Regions from separate parts of the Sus scrofa genome. Here regions 1, 2 and 4 are each linked to region 3. A link is a contact called in public HiChIP or PLAC-seq data. All regions are on one chromosome and are shown on one strand. Each heading gives the region's core, a stretch centred on a gene start, on an enhancer-like site or on the middle of the called end of the contact. The rest is flanking DNA. Distances are from core to core; before and after follow the strand shown. Region 1 has its middle 54 kb from the start of CCR2. Region 2 has its middle 42 kb from the start of CCR3. Region 3 overlaps FYCO1 (FYVE and coiled-coil domain containing 1). Region 4 has its middle 22 kb from the start of CCR2.

Region 1 (4,167 bases), core at 813-3,312, 210 kb after region 3:
GGCTATGTGTCTCTTGAGGAACTACCCCGCCTGGTTTGGTGAGTCCTGAGAATTCGAAACTAGATGCGGTTTACTCTTTTCATTGGCTGCTGGGCTGAGGGCAAGTCATTGGAAGGCCTGCAGCAAGTGTACCAAAACTTGGAGCACACCCTCTGCCGCCGGACTCACTGGGGTCCATGTGTTTTCCTTCATTTTTTCAACAATTTATCTCAAATATTTCTCTTGGCCTACCTCAATTTGTAAATCACATTAATCCTTTTTCCAGACAAAAACTCAGAAAGGCTAAGTGACTTGCTCAAGGTCACAGAGCTCATCAGAGAGGAATCCAAGATTTGCCTTAGTTCTGCCCACCTTTGAGCCCTAAGCTCTCCAAGGCCACCTTCCTCGTCCTATGTGTGGCCCGTGAAAGATCTGGGTGTGCTGGTGACACTAGGGATTAGCAGGAAATGACCATTAGAACAACGATTTGGCTTTTTCTCCTCCTCTGTCTATGCTTGTTCCTTGCTGTCTAGCCTCCTCCACATCTACCCTTTAGGACCTCTTCCCTATTTTCCAAGACTTTTCATCAGCTGCCAAGTCCCAGACTCATAATTCATGACTCACAACTCCAGCCCACATACTTCTAGATAACCGGATGTACAAGAGCAATGCACTGAGTGGACAGCACAGACACTGGCCATAATAATAGGAGTGATCCTTCCAGCTGAGTCTCCCCAACGTGCACATGACAGAAACTCAGCTACATAGTGGCTTCACTAATCATGGCCTTGTCTGACTCACACATACACCCCAGCTGCTACATCCAGCTCTCTGCTCTGCACCCCTAGAGTGAAACTTTTGTCCGCCTAGTTGCCACATGGGCTCCATATCTGAATTCTAAGAAGGAAGAAAAAAGAAGAAATGAATTAAGAGGAAGAAGGGGCAGCAAGAATATGAGGGAAGAACAATTTCCCAGGAATCCCCAAAAAGTTTCCCCCTTGGTCTCATTGCCTGGACTGCACTGCATGGCCACCTCTAGCTGGAAAGGAGTCTGTCCTGAATGTAAGCACGGAATCTGAAGGAAGGAGGAGAGGTGGGATTGGGGCAGTCAGCTGGTATCACCTGCCACACCAGAGGCCCCCCAAATGCCTGAATGGAGTACAAGATGCAGAAAGCTGGCAGCAGGGACCAGAAGGGCAGCACCAGGGCTGAGAGGGTGAGGAGACATTTGTGGGTGCATACAGGGTCACTGTGCTGCACCCCAGGCTCCCTTCACATTTGAAGGGTTCATTCCCCCCAGGGCTGGAAGTGCCGCCAACATAGCTTCAGCTATCAGCCTTCTTTGGGAATCAGCCTTCTTTTCAGCTTCTTGGCTGAAAAGGGTCACACCACCTTCCCAGGACAGCCTTCACCCACTGCCTTGTCTCTTCATAACTCCGCAGGGTCCTCCAGTTCCACAGCTCCCCATGGAGTCAGCCATGACTTTGGTTGAGATGGCACGTGTTCAGCTCCTTGCTCTTCTCATCCTCCTTCCTGACCTTCCTGCCCGAGTTATCCCTAAGCACCCTTAATAACACCCTGCAGGCTGATTTCCCAGAGGCACAGCCTGCACCAAGGACTAAGTCACTCCTTTCTTTTCCTGGTTCGCCCTAACAGGTGTCTGGTAAATGTGGGCATATCTGAAGCCCTGAGCTGGGTGCAGGGAATGGAAGGGCAATGAACACAAACACATCTGTCCCGGCCTTTAAGGAGTTCACAGGCACGTACAATGGGGCTGAGAAAACAAGCAGCTAAAACACAAGACAAAATTGAGTAAGATCAACATAAAGTGCAATGGATGTTCACAGGAGGAGGACGTTATCGACCGCTTGGGCCAGGAGTGGGGAGAGACTCGGTAGTCTGGGGGAGCTTCCGAGGGGAGGGAGCCTCTGGTGGACTCTAAGGATGACAAGGCAGAGCCCACGGCAGAGAAGCACTCTAGGCAGGGCCAGTGTAAGCAAAGGCACAGAGGGCTAGGGTGTGGGCTGTGTCCTGAGGGTGCTAACACACCCAGTTTGGCCAGAATGGGAAGTGAAACTGAGCACTAGTTCCAAGTCAGACAACTGAAACTTGACTCCTGGCTCTGCTGTCTCTGAAAGAGGGACATCAGGCATATTCCTTAGCCTCTCACAACCATGACCTTCTCCTCTGCACAACAGTAATTACACATCCCCTTTCCTCAAAGGGCTGCTGTCAGGACTGAGTAGCTAAGATGTGTAGACCACTACAGAGACACCTAGAAAAGCCTGAGGCTCCACTGAAGCTCTAGCTTCAGTCATCACACAAGCAAGGATATTGAGGAGGCTGCTATTGAAGCCAGTGGTGTTCAAAGTTAGATCCCTGGGCCAGCAGCATCCTATTAGCTGGGGACTTGACAGAAATCCAGGTTCTTAGGGCCCCCCCATAGATAGGTGCCAGGCATACTGAATCAGAAATTCTGGATGTCACATCCAGCAATATATTTTTACAAGCAATTAACATGCATTAGAACTTGAAAACTACTGGTTTAAGACAACAGAGGTATTTATTTTATGGATACAGGGCCTACTTCAAGGATTCTGAAGACAGAGGTACAGCAAGGCCTCAAAGGTGAGAGGCAAACAGCAATGGGAGCCTAGGGAAACAGGGAACCTCTCCTCTCCTGTCAACTTCTCTTGTGGCCTCTGCTTCTCTTCTCCTGTAGCTGAAATGAGCTTTATTCCTACTTCCACAAGCTGAGGTTTCTGCCATAGATAGGTGCCAGACCAAGAGGCTGGAATCTCCCTGTCCCATCTCAGTTACCCTGGAAGCAGCTCGTTGGCCCAGCTAGGGGTAGATGCCCACATTTGTGTTTGGGGGGAGAGGCACTTAGTCTGGGCACAGGTGGCCTTCCCCTAATCCAAGTGGATGGAAGTGAGGTACTCATTCAGTGGGGTCTCCTAGGCTTGGAATGCCAGTCAGATGCATGGGAATGAGGCCAAGGTCAACATGTGAGGAGTTGCAAGCTTTGAGCTCAGTCCCACAGAACAGTGGTTTTCAAAGTGTGGTCGCCAGACCAGCAGTATCAGCAGCTTGTTGTTAGAAAAGCAGTCCTGGGCCTTACTCACCCCATACCCCCTGAAACAGAAACCAGGGTAGGCCTGTGAACCCGTGCCTCAGCAAGGACAAGTTGGAGAACCACTATCAGGGAGGGCCTGGAAACAATGCAAACAACCCATTTGGTGAGAGACGAATCATTTCTGCAACCTCGTCTTTCACCCTACTTCCCTAGACTCATAATGAAATAGGCAAAAGAGACATCAGAAGAAGACACTTCCAGGGTCGTGGCTCCCCTTTACTCTTCTATCTTTAACACAGTATACAGAGCAAGAAACAATCCTGAGTCCCAGGGACCATGGGTCCTGGGCTAGACCCCAATATGCTATCTTTACTTTTGGGGAAACTGAGGTCCTAAGGGGTAAAAAGCCATGGCCAGTGTCTCAGCTGCACTGGAAGAGTCAGGACTGAAATTTAGGCCTCCTAGCTTCAAACTATGATCATAAAAAAATGGAACTATTCTAAGTCAAAGAGGCAAGTAACTGAGAAAGTAGATCAAAATGAAGCCACAGGAGACCTGTGTGAACGATTAAGAACAACTGAAAACCAGCCAGTGGATTTAGGTAGCCCAAGAGTTATATCTACAGTATCATTTTGCAGAATCCCCAACCAAAATTGTCACTCCAACATCCACCGTTAAGCCCCAAATTCCACTATTACAATGAAAAGCTTTTCACACATGAGAAACCAGACAAGCCTAAACCCACTGCTACCTCAAAATTAGAATAACCATGAGGCTTTAATTTAAAAGGGAAGGAGGAGAGGAAGAAGAGCCATTTTGTAGAGCCGTAGGAAAGAAAACTATAGTGCCTAGGTTCTTACATTTAAATGGATATGTGAAGGGGAATATAGCTAAAACACTGCATGGAGAGGTGTGGGCAATCTCTACTTTAAAGTCTGAACTTTGTGATTCTACAAAAAGAAAGATATTCTGGGCAGTTAATGTGTCAGCCTTAATACAAGGAAGTGGTGAGTCCAGCTTGAGTGAGGGTGGATCAGTGTGGCCTCACTGCATGGGATGCAGAAAGAAATGAGCAGACAGCAAAAAACTAACAAGGATTTAAAAAGAGGAGC
Region 2 (4,602 bases), core at 1,376-3,875, 190 kb after region 3:
ACACTCATTTGTTTATGAATTGTCTGTGGCTGCTTTTGTGCTACCGCAACAGAACTGAGTAATTGCGACAGAGACCGTGGAGCCCACAAATCCTAAAATATTTACTTTCTCGTCTTTAAAGAAGTTTCCTGACCCCGGCTAATCCATGCCCAACAGGATCCGGGGCTCTGATATGCACAGCCATAATGAAGGAGGCCAGATTTTGGGGGGGGGGTGCTCAGGATGTGAGGTCTGCAGACAGGCTGCTTAAATCCCCAGGTTAGTTCTAGCCTGACCCTAGATACAGTTCTAAACAAAATAAGGTTGATTGTGTAGTAGTTAAACACTGCTCACTAATGCAAAATGCTAACTGTTGGTACTCAGACAGCACACTGGAAGTGTTAACTGGGGTAGCAGGATGCCACAGATTCTGTATTCCAAGGTAGGCCATGTGCAAAATTGACATAGGAGTTGTTAAAACACATTTCATGACTCTTGTGACCCTTTACCTACACTGGGGACAAAGAGGTTGGATTGGTGAAAATTAGGGAGCTACCTGAAAAGGCATTCTTTGTTGAGGGCTGCTAGGTACCTCTACACCAGGGATGGAAAGGAATGAGGGCATGGTGGGTACTGTCTCTCACCTCAAGCCGATGGGACCACCTGAGAGCTTGATACAAGTCACTTCAGTTAAAGAAGACCTGCTCTCACTCAGGGAATTGGGAGACAAGACCAGCCAGCCACTTTGGGGGTGGAACAGAGAAAAAGTGCCACTACTTTAGGATGGATCTATGCTTTTAGAGCTGATTTTGGCAAAGGATGTGGGATTTTTTTTTTCCCCATAGACGAAGTGAGAGAGTTTACTGGAGGATTTCCATTCATGCCCAAGAAGACTGCCTGGATGAAGCTCATTTGCAGGATGAGAGAAATGTGTGTGCGGTGGACTGCTGAAACCACAGGAGATAATGGGAATCTGTCAGCCAGGGAAAATGCAATTATGCTGACTATTCCCAGGGAAGTTTCTAATGACTCTACAAAAGCAGACCATGAGAGAAAGAATCAACTTTTAAAATTTTTATTTATTTATTTATTACTGCCTTTTTTAGGGCCACATGTGTGGCATATGGAAGTTACCAGGCTAGGGGTCCAATTGGAGCCTCAGCTGCTGGCCTATGCCAGAGCCACAGCGACGTGCGACCTACACCACAGCTCGTGGCAACGCCAGATCCTTAACCCCCTGAGTGAGGCCAGGGATTGAACCTACACCCTCTTGGATACCAGTTGGGTTTGTCACTGCTAAGCCACGATGGGAACTCCCAGAATCAACTTTTAAATACCTGCCAGCCCCACAAGAGGAGCTGGGGGTGAAGTCAACATCTTATGACAGGGCCAGTCAAACAAAAACCTTCCTCACCCCACTTTCCTTCCTTTCCCAGTACCCACCAGCTGGAGGACTAGAAACCACGTTGAGGAAGTAGCAGAGGTGCCACGAGGGAGACAGAGAGAGAGAGAAAGAGAGAGAAGTAGGAGGGTGCCCCCACTCTTCCTTCCTGTGTCAGTTCATCCCTGAGCCAGCTGGGAGGAGAGGTGGATTTAACTGTCAAATCAGGCTGAGTTTTGATATTCATATGAAGATCAACCCTTCAATTTCTGAACTGAAATTCTCTTTTGTGACTTCAAATGATAATGGGACTTTTTCTTTTGTACCTAAGTGTGATGGCAAAAGTCATGGGACAGCCCAACTGGGGCTAGAAGAACTTCAGCCTCTGATCCAATTTAAAGGGACAGGAGGCATAAAAGTAAAGATTCTTTCTGTTCATACCTCTTAAGTTCTGTTGGGTCAACAGACTGGTGGCAAATTCAAAGCCCCCAAATTTCAGCTCTTGAGGTCTACAGAGGGCTTAGTGAATATGCAGGACTGCCCTGTGGGACTTAAATGGATGTCAGAGCCCCAGACCCTGGCTGAGAAATAAGGCAGAGGGGGTAAAAGTAATGATATATAAATACACATGTATAGATATAAATATATCTATATGGGTATGAATATGAGCTTGAATATAGAAATACTTATTCATACCTTTAAAATTCTGTATACCTAGATTTTGCCTTTTTTTTTTTTTTTTTTTTTTTTTTTTTTTTTTTTGCTTTTTTAGGGCCTTGCCTACAGCATATGGAAATTCCAGGCCAGGGGTTGAACTGGAGCCACAGCTGCTGGCCTATGCCACAACCATAGCCACAGCATTGTGGGATCTGAACCACATCTGCAACCTACACCACAGCTAATGGCAATGCCAGAACCTTAACCCGCTGAGCCAGGCCAGGGATTGAACCATGTCCTCATGGATACTAGTTGGGTTTGTAATCCGCTGAGCCACAAAGGGAACTCTGATTCTGCCTATTTTCAAAGGTAACCTTTTCTGCTAAGCAAGAACCTATGCCACGCCACTGTCCTCATGCCATCAGAAGAATGGCTGCCTCTTGCAATCTAGACTTTCTGACCTGAGGAAAGCCTCTCAGTTTTCAGACAGGACAAGATTCTTCCTGGCTTAGTTTGGGTCCTGAGGAACTGACCCCAACCCTCAGACTGTCCCCCTTACTTGCTAACCTCTCCTTCAGTTACAGCTGCAATGGAAAATGTGAACACTAGGGGGCCTTCCAATGCCAGAGACTCAGCCAACCCAGGGCAGTCACTCAAGAAAATAATGAAGCAGAGAAATACCCCCACATGCTGGGTGGGAGGTGAGGTTTTGATGATGCTATAGCAATAAAGGCAGGAATGACTGTATCTGATCTTGTCCAGCTAAGTTGCAAAACTCTAAGGGATACCATCTGCATCTCTATGAACTGTGCAACGCAGTGGCCACAAGAGGGAGGAACAGAGGTAGGCAACACGGTTTCACTTTGTTATGACCAGGGCTAATTGCTAGTTCCCTGGTGCAGGGCCTAGGTAAAGCTGGTAACAGTTCAAGGCCTATGAAATTCCACTATCTCCTCTTAAACCGAAATTCAAATCTTATTCCAGAGGGCCTGGCCCAAGCTCAAAGCAATGGGTAGGCTGAAACATGTGTGACTAGGAGACAAAAGCAAGGTGGCAGCACTTGTCTCCGTGGTACCCACCCTGATTCACCATACTGCTGCTTGAGGGGTGGAAGCAGACTAGACCTGCTTGAGCATGTGTGGGACCTTTAAAACCCCCACAAAGGCCCCCAAAGCTAGCAAGTGCAGCCAATTCATGCTCTGAAACCTGCTCATCAGAACGGCAACTTCTCTGGCCCAGGACAAGTGGGAAGGGACAGAGGGAGAGACGTTCTGCTCATCCTATGTTGTTCAATAGGATGCTATTCATCAATCAAACTCCAATTGGTCCTATTTACTCAACACCTATAATTGTCCTAGTCTTTATGCCAGGAGGTAAAGGGAATGGTGAAAGAAAAACATGGTTGCTGGCCTCAAGATTAAATACTCTGTCAAAATAAGGAGTGGGGGGTATACTCTGTCATCCCCACCTGGATCTACTCTCCCCACTGCTCTGCACCCGAGAAGCTGCCCCTTATGGACCACACCAGTCTTCTCCCTTGCTCTCTGGATTAGGGAGAATCCATGGGGAGCACCTGCAGGAAGTTAGATGAAGGGAGGAGAGTGAGGTCAAAGTGTCGATTCCCCCAGTCTCCTCCCTGCAGCAGCACTGGAGGCTGGTGACATCCCCCACAGCAGGGCCTATCTCTCAGCTCTGGACCTCGCCAGTTCCTCCTACCCCTTGGCACTTTGGACCTAGGCTGGTAGGAAATTCCACTGTTACTCAGCTCAGGGGGATGCATTCTCCCTCCACACTGCCATCACCTTTGTAAATGTTCCTTGACTAAACTCTCCTCAAACTGCCCAATCTGAGCATGTCATTTTCTGCTGGGATCTTGTGTGACATGAGGAGATAATATTTGGCACAGGAAAACAAGTTACAAGCTGCAATAAAAGAAAAAAATACATGGAAAGTGTCAAGTAGGTGTTCATGGAAAAATTCCTGAAGGAGGAGAGGCAAGGCTGGGTTCTAAGGACAGGAGCTATACCTCTGAGGAAAGCTGGGTTACACAAAGGAAGAGCTGAGACTGAATACACAGTGTTCAGGAAGTAGAGACTCATGGTCAGTGCGGACAGGGGAAAGCAGCAGATGATAAACAAGAGGTCTGGAAGCAAGGGCACTTTGCTGCCTGAATTAAGAAAGGTTTGGATGTACCCTGTTGCGGGGGGGGGGGGGGGGTAACACTGCTACAGATACAAACATGGGGTGGGGGATGCTTGGTTCATGATGATTCCTACAGTGGCCATTACCAGGCTCCTCCTAGGTTCCTCTTGACTTGTTTGATCCCACAGTGATGGATCCTGACCAACTGGAACTTGAAAATTCAAATGAAGACATACAAGGATGGGTAGAGCTGATTGATCCTGTGGCTGTGGCCTGGAGAGGGGCTCCCTGACCTCCCCCTGAGGCCCAGCAGTCCTTCCTTCCCCATTCTGGGAGCTGTCCAAACCATGCCTATACAGTCATTCTTGGAAGAAGGTGGGTTTAGAAATCAAGATTAACTGATGTGGAAATGAAATGCTAGAGAGCATGCTGTGGGCGTCAGA
Region 3 (4,046 bases), core at 468-2,967:
TATGGTCACACCCATGGCATATGAAGGAAGTTCCTGGGCCAGAGACTGAATCTGAGCCATTGCTGTGACCTATGCTGCAACTGTAGCAACACCGGATCCTTTAGCCTGCTGGGCTGAACTGGGGATTGAAACTACCTCTGCAGAGACCTGAGCCACTGCAGATGGATTCTTAACCCACTGCACCACAGTGGGAACTCCTTTTCTTTTTATTTTTTTTCCCCCTTTTTAGCTTGGCTTTAATTTATTTTTCTTTTTTAGCTGCACCTGTGGCATGTGAAAGTTCCTGGGCCAAGGACTGAACCTGAGCCACAGTAGCATCAATGCCACATCTTTAACCCACTGCACCAAAAGAGAAAGAGCAGAGTGTTGCTCTGCGCATGGCTGAAGGCAGCACAGCAAGGGCTCCTCTTGTGCGCTGAATTATGTCCTACCCACTTAAATTCATTTGTTGATATCCTAACCTTGGGACCTCAGAACATGACTGTTTTGAGAGATAAGACCTTTAAAGAAATAATTGAGTTAAAATGAGGCCAATAATTCAACCTGACTGATGTCCTTATAAGAAGAGATCAGGACCCAGAGAGACATCAGGAGTACAAGCACATAGCAGGGGTGACCAAGTGAGGACACAGGAAGAGAGCAACTGTCTGCCAGCCAAGGAAAAGGCCTCAGGAAACCAAACCTGCTGACACCTCGGCCTTAGACATTCCAGAACTGTGAGAAAATAGACTTCTGTTAAGTCACCTGGTCTGTGGTATTTGTTTTTATGGTGGCCTCAGCAGATTAATACAGTCGCCTGAGCCAGGAAAGGCCTTCATGGGGATGCTGACAGATATGCCCAGGAACTCCCAGATGAGGCTCGACACCGACAACTCCCCAAGCCATGAGGCTCCTCAAGGGCCATCCTATCTCAGGCACTGTTCTGAGGCACCTTCCCTTAAGCAAAGACTGCAAATCCTGCTTCTGAATTCTCCCAACCCTTTGATAAAAAAGTACAGGCCCTTTGAGGAAGCGGAGGTGATGTCTACTCACTGTTCGGCCACGTTTGGGTCAAGAGAATCCACTTCGGTAGGTGTTTCAGGCAAGGAGGAGCCGGACTCCTGTATCTGGCACAACTCCTCATCCGTGATGATATCAAACACGGCGTCGTTGGGCAGCCTGCAGTCTGTGTTCGCCCCTGGGTCAGAGGCAGTCAGGAGAGAGAGGAAACGCACAGTCATGCCCAGGACAGGGAGGGAGCACAGCTACGAGGGGTGAGCCAGCAGGACACACTCTAAGTGCCCATTCAACCAACAGCCATTCTGTCCAGATGGAGAGAAATGGCTGTTGGGATGTTCCAGAAAAGTAGATGAGGGGATCATGGATGAAACTGAATGCATAACCTAAGATTTTTCTACAGCTCCTTAGCTAGGGGCTTAGAGGTCTCAAGCTCCTACATATTCCGAGACCCCTTATTCAGCAGAAAAACAAACAAACAAACAAAAAACCTATCAAAACCTTACAAGGAAAGATTCTGATAAAAAGGTAAATATTTCTTTGATGCCAAATCCTTGCTCCATCAGTCAGACCTCGTTCATGTCTCTGTGAAAGCAGGATTCTATCTGACCTGCATTTTCATCCCGACCCACTGGGGGGTGGAAAAGAGCCTCCCTCTGCACAGGGAGCTGCAGCAGCCATGGTGCTTCTGACTGACGGACTCCTGTCCACCTTTGCAGGCCACCCTGTAGGAAGGATGCTGTGTGGATGGCTGTGCCAGCCACCCACCACCAGAACTCTCTTGCCTGTCATGGAAAATGTGGTGGCAGGTCTGAGGTGAAAGACAGAGAGACAGACAGAGGAGGAGACAGGAAATGTCAGAAATCAAAACAAGTAGCCTCAGCAGACTGGCACTGTGCCACCCTCTGTTGTCACTGGAACACCCACCAGTGAGCTGGGCAAGGGAAAGATTCTTGGACTATTCAACAAGAGCAGGTAATATGAGCTACAATTCCCAGTGGGCCCTGCCACATGGCTTCTGGGATAGGCTGCTCTTAAGAAGGAATGTCTCTCCTCTTGTCAAAAGTCTGTGTAATAGAGGGCTTGAGGTGCAGGCTGAAAAGGGGGACCAGGGATTGGTTTCTCTCCACAGGCCCAGCCACACTCCTGAACCTGCCTTCTGAGGCTGACAGAGGGAAGGAAGAAGGGAACATGAGCATCAGGGATCCAAAATGATGCCCACTGAGAGAAATCAAAGGAGACCTAAACAGAGTGCTATGCCATGTTCGTGGATTGAAAGACTGATTTTGTTAAGATGTCAGTTCTCCCCAAATTGATCCAGAGATTCAATGCAATCCCAATCAAAATGTCACCAGGATTTTTTTGTAGAGACCAACTGGCTGACTCTAAAAGTAATATGGAAACACCAAGGACCCAGAACAGCCAACACTCTAATAAAGAACAAAATTGGAGGACCCACTCTATCTGATTTTAAGACTCGTTATAAAACTATGGTAATCATAACAGATTGGTACTGGTGGAAGAAAAAGGAACATAGCTAAATGGAGGAATAGAAAGGCCAGATACTGACCCACATCTATAAAAGCAACTGATTTTTGACAAAGATGCAAAGGCAGTTCTATAGGAAAAGACCGATGGTGCTAGAACATTTGGATAACCATACACAAAAAATGAATCTCCGGGCATAGCTGGCACTGTATTAAAAAATTAGCTCAAAATGGATCACAGATTCAAACATGAACTTAAAATCATAAAACTTGTAGCAGGAAAAGGAAGAAGCTCTTTGAGTCTGTGGGTTAAGCAAAGATAGATATGATACTAAAAGAATAGGAAAAAATGGATCCATAAGGGGAAAAAAAACTGACTGGACTTTATCAATATTATAAACTTCTGCTCTTTGAAAGAAAATTTAAATAGACAGACTATATATTGGGAGAAGATATTTATAAAACACATATCTGATAATTCATATCCAGGATATATAAAAGACTTTCAAAATTCAACAATTAAAACACCACTCTAATGTGGAAAGTAAACTTCCCCATGCCTGAGCAGTTCTTTTTTGAGGCCTGCCAATTCCTTGATGATTCAGCTAAACAAAAGAGGAACTAGCAGTATTTCTGAAGGCCAGCTGGCCTGGATCCAGGCCGGGGCAAAGGCAGAGTCTCGGAGGACCAGCTTCAAGAGGCTTGAGCACAGATGAGAGTCACTGCTGGCCCCCCTGGTGCTCTACATCCACAGTCCAGTCTGAGAAGGGAGCCTAGGCTAGTTTTCGAGGCTGTGCTCAGAGCAGAAGCAGCAGTAACCAAATTCTACTTCCTTTTACTGAGCTGAGTGAGAGAACATGAAGGAGAATACATCCTTCTAGGCCACTGGGAAAGAACGTGAGCTACAGGGACATAGAGAAGGATATGTTCCAGATTCAACTTCTGGCCTTTGGTTACCCTGGGAGAGAAGGCTGGACACCAGGGCTGGGGCCCTGGGAGATAGTGTTTTCCAAAGTGTGGGGTGTGCTCCTCTGGTGCTATGTGAGTTAAGAGGTAAACAGACTTCATGTAAAATAGCACTGAGTCATAACAGGAGAAAGTTATTCTCTTTTCGATTCTCCTTCAACCCTAATTACATCAAAAAGAAAGTCTCAAATTAGTGGTACTACCTTTTTGGTGCCTAAGTTTGGAAGACACTGAATTAAGCATGTCTAGGCAGCCACAATGGGTAGTGGGAGTGGGGGATGTACCTGCAGAACACCAAGGGCAGTGGTGGGAGACTGACCTTGGCCTCCGGGAGCCTGGGCTGATGAAGGGGTGGGGCTGGACTCTCCCTGGCTGGTGCCAGAGCTGGTGCTGTCAGGTGACCCGGGACCCCCACTCAGCTTGTGGAAGCAGGCCCGGCAGCAGCGCTCTTTCTTGCCGCTGTGCTTGCTCAGGACGTAGTTGTTGCAGCAGTAGTAACAGAAGATACGGCCACATATTCTGGGGACGACATGGGCACAGGCTGTGAGGACACCACACCATAGGTCTTGTGTGACCTGCCTGGCACCGGAACTGGAT
Region 4 (3,978 bases), core at 1,326-3,825, 240 kb after region 3:
GCTGGCAGTTATAGCTCCGATTCGACCCCTAGCCTGGGAACCTCCATATGCCTCGTGTGCAGCCCTAAAAAAAGAAAAAGAAAAAAAACAACCCTAGCCAAAGAAGTTCAGAGAGCTTCCAGATTGGGGGAACACACTGAGGTGCTGGGTGAGTGGCATGCCCAGCCAGGACATGAAATCCCCAGGCCCCCTCCCCATATCTTGACCTATGCATCTCTTCCATTTGGCTGTTCCTGAGTTGTACTCTTTTATAATTGACCAGTAATCTAGTAAGTAATCTGTTTTCCAAAGTTTTGACAGCTGTTTTAGCAAATTATCAAACCCAAGGAGGGGGTCGTGTGAACCCCCAATTTGCAGCTGGTCAGTAAGAAGTATGGAAAGCGTGGACTTGCCACTGGGGTTTCTGTCTGAAGTAGGGCCAGTCTTGTGGAACTGAGCCTTAACCTATGGGTCTGTATTAACTCCAGACAGTGTTAGAACTGAATTATGTAGGACAACACATATAGTCAGTATCTGGAGAGTCCTGGAGAATCAGATGATATAGGGAAAATTCTCACATATTTGGTGTCAGAAGTATTCTATGGGAAGGGGAAATAGGGTTTTTTTTTTTCACTGAAGTATTCTGAGTCAGAAAAACAGGAGTTTTCCTTCTTAGTCCTCCTAAGGATTTTCAAGAGTAATATATTTTTGCTTTTATTTAGATTTTGCTTTGCTCTACCATTGCAATCTATTTGTGGGATGCTGCTAAAGTAATGTTTACAGAGAAGCTGACAGCACTAAATTCCTATATTTAAAAAAAATATATCTACGAATTCCCTTGTAGCACAGTAGGCTAAAGACCTGGTGCTGCCACTGCAGCAGCTTGGGTTGCTGCTGTAGCATAATTTCAATCCTTGACCAAGGAACTTTCACATGCTGTGGGTGTGGGGAAAAAAAGTCTCAAATCAATGACCTCAGCCTACACCCTAAAAAACTAGAAAAGTAGGACAAAATTAATGCAAAGTAAACAGAAGAAAACAATAAAAACAAGAACATAAATCCATGCGATAGAAAACAAAAAAAGAGAAAAAAAATCAATGAAAAGCTGTTTCTTGATGAAGATTAATAAAATTCTAGCCAGACCATCAAAGAGTCAAAAAAAAAAAAAAAAAAAAAAAAAAAAAACAGACACAAATTGCCCCTACCACAAATGAGAATGGTAACATTGCTACAGATTCTAAAGGCACTAAGGGAATATTATGAACTATTTTATACAAATAAATTAGGCAATTAAGATAAAGCAAATTACATGAAAGATAACCAAAGTCCACCCCAAAAGAAACAGATAAACTGAATAGCCCAAGAGATATTAAATGAATTGAAATTCTAGTTTAAAAACCCTCCACAAAGAAAACTCCAGATGGCTTCAACTCTACTAGACATTTGAAGAAGAAAACAATACCATTTATTTTTTTAATTTATTTATTTTTTTTGTCTTTTTGCCATTTCTTGGGCCGCTCCTATGGCATATGGAGGTTCCCAGGCTAGGGGTCGAAACGGAGCCGTAGCCGCCAGCCTACGCCAGACCACAGCAACTCGGGATCCGAGCCGCGTCTGCAACCTACACCACAGGTCCCGGCAATGCCGGATCCCTAACCCACGGAGCGAGGCCAGGGCTCGAACCCGCAACCTCATGGTTCCTAGTCGGATTCGTTAACCACTGCGCCACGACGGGAACTCCAACAATACCATTTCTAACAAATGCTTTTTAAATTGAAGAGGTGGAAATACTTCCTAGCTCATTCTATGAGACTAGCATTACTCTGATACCAAAATCATATAAAGACAGCATAAGTACACAACAGATCGATATCATTCTTGAATGAGATACAAGCTACCCCCAGCATAAACTGAGACCTCACTGCCCTACAAACAAGCAACCCAGCACTGCAGGCTGCCCTTCCAGGTCTGTTACACCCTGCCTCTTTCATCAGAAGGCATCCTCCTTGAGGACAGAAGCCTCAATATTTCTCCCCTCACAACACCTCCCTCGGTCCTCAGCACTTGCTGACCCATTACTACAGACCTAAGGCATTGATTACCTCTACATATTATTCTGGAGAAAAAGAAAGAGGAGATAGGGATTTTTGCATGGGAGAAGAGAGAGGGAAATTCATATGGGTTTTGTACAGATGGGGCCAAGGGGAAATTACAGATGTGAAAAGAAAGAGTATGTGAAACAGTATCTTTGGTACACACAAATGCAATAATTTCATTGTTTTGAAAAGGGCAGCTATTCCAATGCTTGATGGTAATGCTTTACTGAATGTGTACTATACGGTGGTTCCTCATTCCTGAGGTTGGAGACAACTTCCTCTTTTCATTTGATTCTATTTGGTGAGACAATTCAAAGGCTGAGGTATAAACACATTCTATTTCAGGTGCATGATATTTCTGCTGGGCTCATCATAAAAGCAACTGCAGTTGAAGATACCAGGCCCTACCAGGAGAACTTTTGTCATGGTCTAGACTAAAGTCATGTAGTTCTGGACCTTAACATCAAAGCAGAGGGAAGCCAAGGAAGTGACTCATTTCTGCTTGACGCAAGTTGCAGACCTCTAACGAAGAAAAGCAAGATGTGCATCTGCCTCCCCTAGTGTGTAAAAGTCTATGTTATTTAGGACCTAGAGCCTGTATGGATTTGAAATATCAAGCATTAGAGCTGGAGAGGCTGGGGACAACACTGGTGTTGTGTACGTCATGGAATGTCAAAAGGTGAAACCCTGGTAAGAGTAAACATCAAAATCCTCTCCTCTTCCAGCTTCCTGTAGGATGTGAATTATGATCATGGATAGGCATAACTGGGATGGAGCTGGAGAAAATATTTTTAACTAGACACTTAAAAATATTTGTGAGAGCTAGTTCACACAATGAGAACCCACCCTATTTCCACGGTGACCCACTAGATATTGATTAAAAGTCCATGAGTTAGAAGGGTCCTTGTCTTCTCTGAGCTATTGCCTAGGACCCCAAGGAACCCCAATACATTAACATTTTGGATTCCTTTTTCGTCACCAGTGTAGGAGTTTCTAGAGGGGGAATGACTCTGTCCTATTCATTTTGTAACCTTAGCAACTGACCCAGACTAGCTGTTCCCTGTGGGTCTGGTGATTTATAAACATGCATGTCTTATCTGCTTTATTCCAGAGTATGAACCTGAATGACCTGTTTAGCATCTGTCTCCCACACTAAACTGCAAACTTCATGAGGACAGAATCCATGTCTGACTTATCTCAGTACTCCCATGCTTCCTGTATTCAAAACCATAGCTAACACATAGTAAGAGCTCAACGTGTGTTTGCTGAATGGGTGCATGAATGAACAAAAAGTGCCTCCCTGTATTTTATTTGCCCATTATATCTCAACAAGCTGAGGGGAAAAAATGAGCCTCCCTGTTTCTAACAGTGGATCAGCTGCTTTGCTGTTTTCTTGCAGACTACAGCTCATCGCCTGGGACATCTAAAGTTATTTATTGGTGCATGGTTCTCAAGTTGGTGTGGATCAGAATCATCTAAAGGCCCGGGTCCCTTGAAGCAGGATAGGGCCTGAGCTTTTGTAGTTTTACTAAGTTCCCTAGGTGATTCTAATACCAACCCAAATTGAAGAACTAATGCTTTTGTGCAGTGCTTCTCAAACTCTTTCAGGTCATACCATTGTAGAGTATGATTCTTATTGGAGTAAACAAAATGAAGCTATGTGCAGCCAGGAGACTCAACTTCTACGATCCTTTTGATCACTGGGAACACTGGGTGGAAAGCTCTGCAGAACCTTGATACTCAAACAGTTGTCTGGGATCAACAGCTTCAGCATCAACCAAGAGCTTGTTAAAAATGCAAATCAGGCCCTCCCCTGGCCCCTGAAGCAGCATTCTAACAAGATATCCAGAAGGTTCATGTGCACATTAAAGACTGAGAAGCACTAGGTTTTGACACCCCAACC

The links. HiChIP or PLAC-seq counts read pairs in DNA pulled down with a chosen protein or histone mark.
Region 1: an H3K27ac HiChIP or PLAC-seq map of alveolar macrophages shows a contact between it and region 3. The contact joins two enhancer-like sites. A contact is called at or near these places in 1 of 5 promoter capture datasets (fetal liver) and 1 of 2 datasets of contacts at active chromatin or transcription factors (alveolar macrophages).
Region 2: a contact with region 3 is called in an H3K27ac HiChIP or PLAC-seq map of alveolar macrophages. The contact joins two enhancer-like sites. A contact is called at or near these places in 1 of 5 promoter capture datasets (fetal liver) and 1 of 2 datasets of contacts at active chromatin or transcription factors (alveolar macrophages).
Region 4: a contact with region 3 is called in an H3K27ac HiChIP or PLAC-seq map of alveolar macrophages. The contact joins two enhancer-like sites. A contact is called at or near these places in 2 of 5 promoter capture datasets (fetal liver and liver) and 1 of 2 datasets of contacts at active chromatin or transcription factors (alveolar macrophages).

What each region holds. Positions count from the first base shown.
Region 1 is chr13:29,312,584-29,316,750 of Sscrofa11.1, forward strand. No RefSeq gene overlaps it. Among named protein-coding and RNA genes, the nearest start is that of CCR2, 54 kb to the right of the region's middle. Within about 2 kb of position 2,063, at least 23 of the 83 cell types and tissues checked have an H3K27ac peak or open chromatin away from gene starts, as enhancers often do. A contact at or near this core is called in alveolar macrophages, where this site is marked.
Region 2 is chr13:29,291,511-29,296,112 of Sscrofa11.1, forward strand. No RefSeq gene overlaps it. Among named protein-coding and RNA genes, the nearest start is that of CCR3, 42 kb to the left of the region's middle. Within about 2 kb of position 2,626, at least 21 of the 83 cell types and tissues checked have an H3K27ac peak or open chromatin away from gene starts, as enhancers often do. A contact at or near this core is called in alveolar macrophages, where this site is marked.
Region 3 is chr13:29,105,849-29,109,894 of Sscrofa11.1, forward strand. FYCO1 (FYVE and coiled-coil domain containing 1) reads right to left here. Exons shown (of 17, transcript NM_001128477.1): 15 at 3,769-3,968; 16 at 1,033-1,177. Among named protein-coding and RNA genes, the nearest start is that of CXCR6, 12 kb to the left of the region's middle. Within about 2 kb of position 1,718, at least 20 of the 83 cell types and tissues checked have an H3K27ac peak or open chromatin away from gene starts, as enhancers often do. A contact at or near this core is called in alveolar macrophages, where this site is marked.
Region 4 is chr13:29,344,481-29,348,458 of Sscrofa11.1, forward strand. No RefSeq gene overlaps it. Among named protein-coding and RNA genes, the nearest start is that of CCR2, 22 kb to the right of the region's middle. Within about 2 kb of position 2,576, at least 5 of the 83 cell types and tissues checked have an H3K27ac peak or open chromatin away from gene starts, as enhancers often do. A contact at or near this core is called in alveolar macrophages, where this site is marked.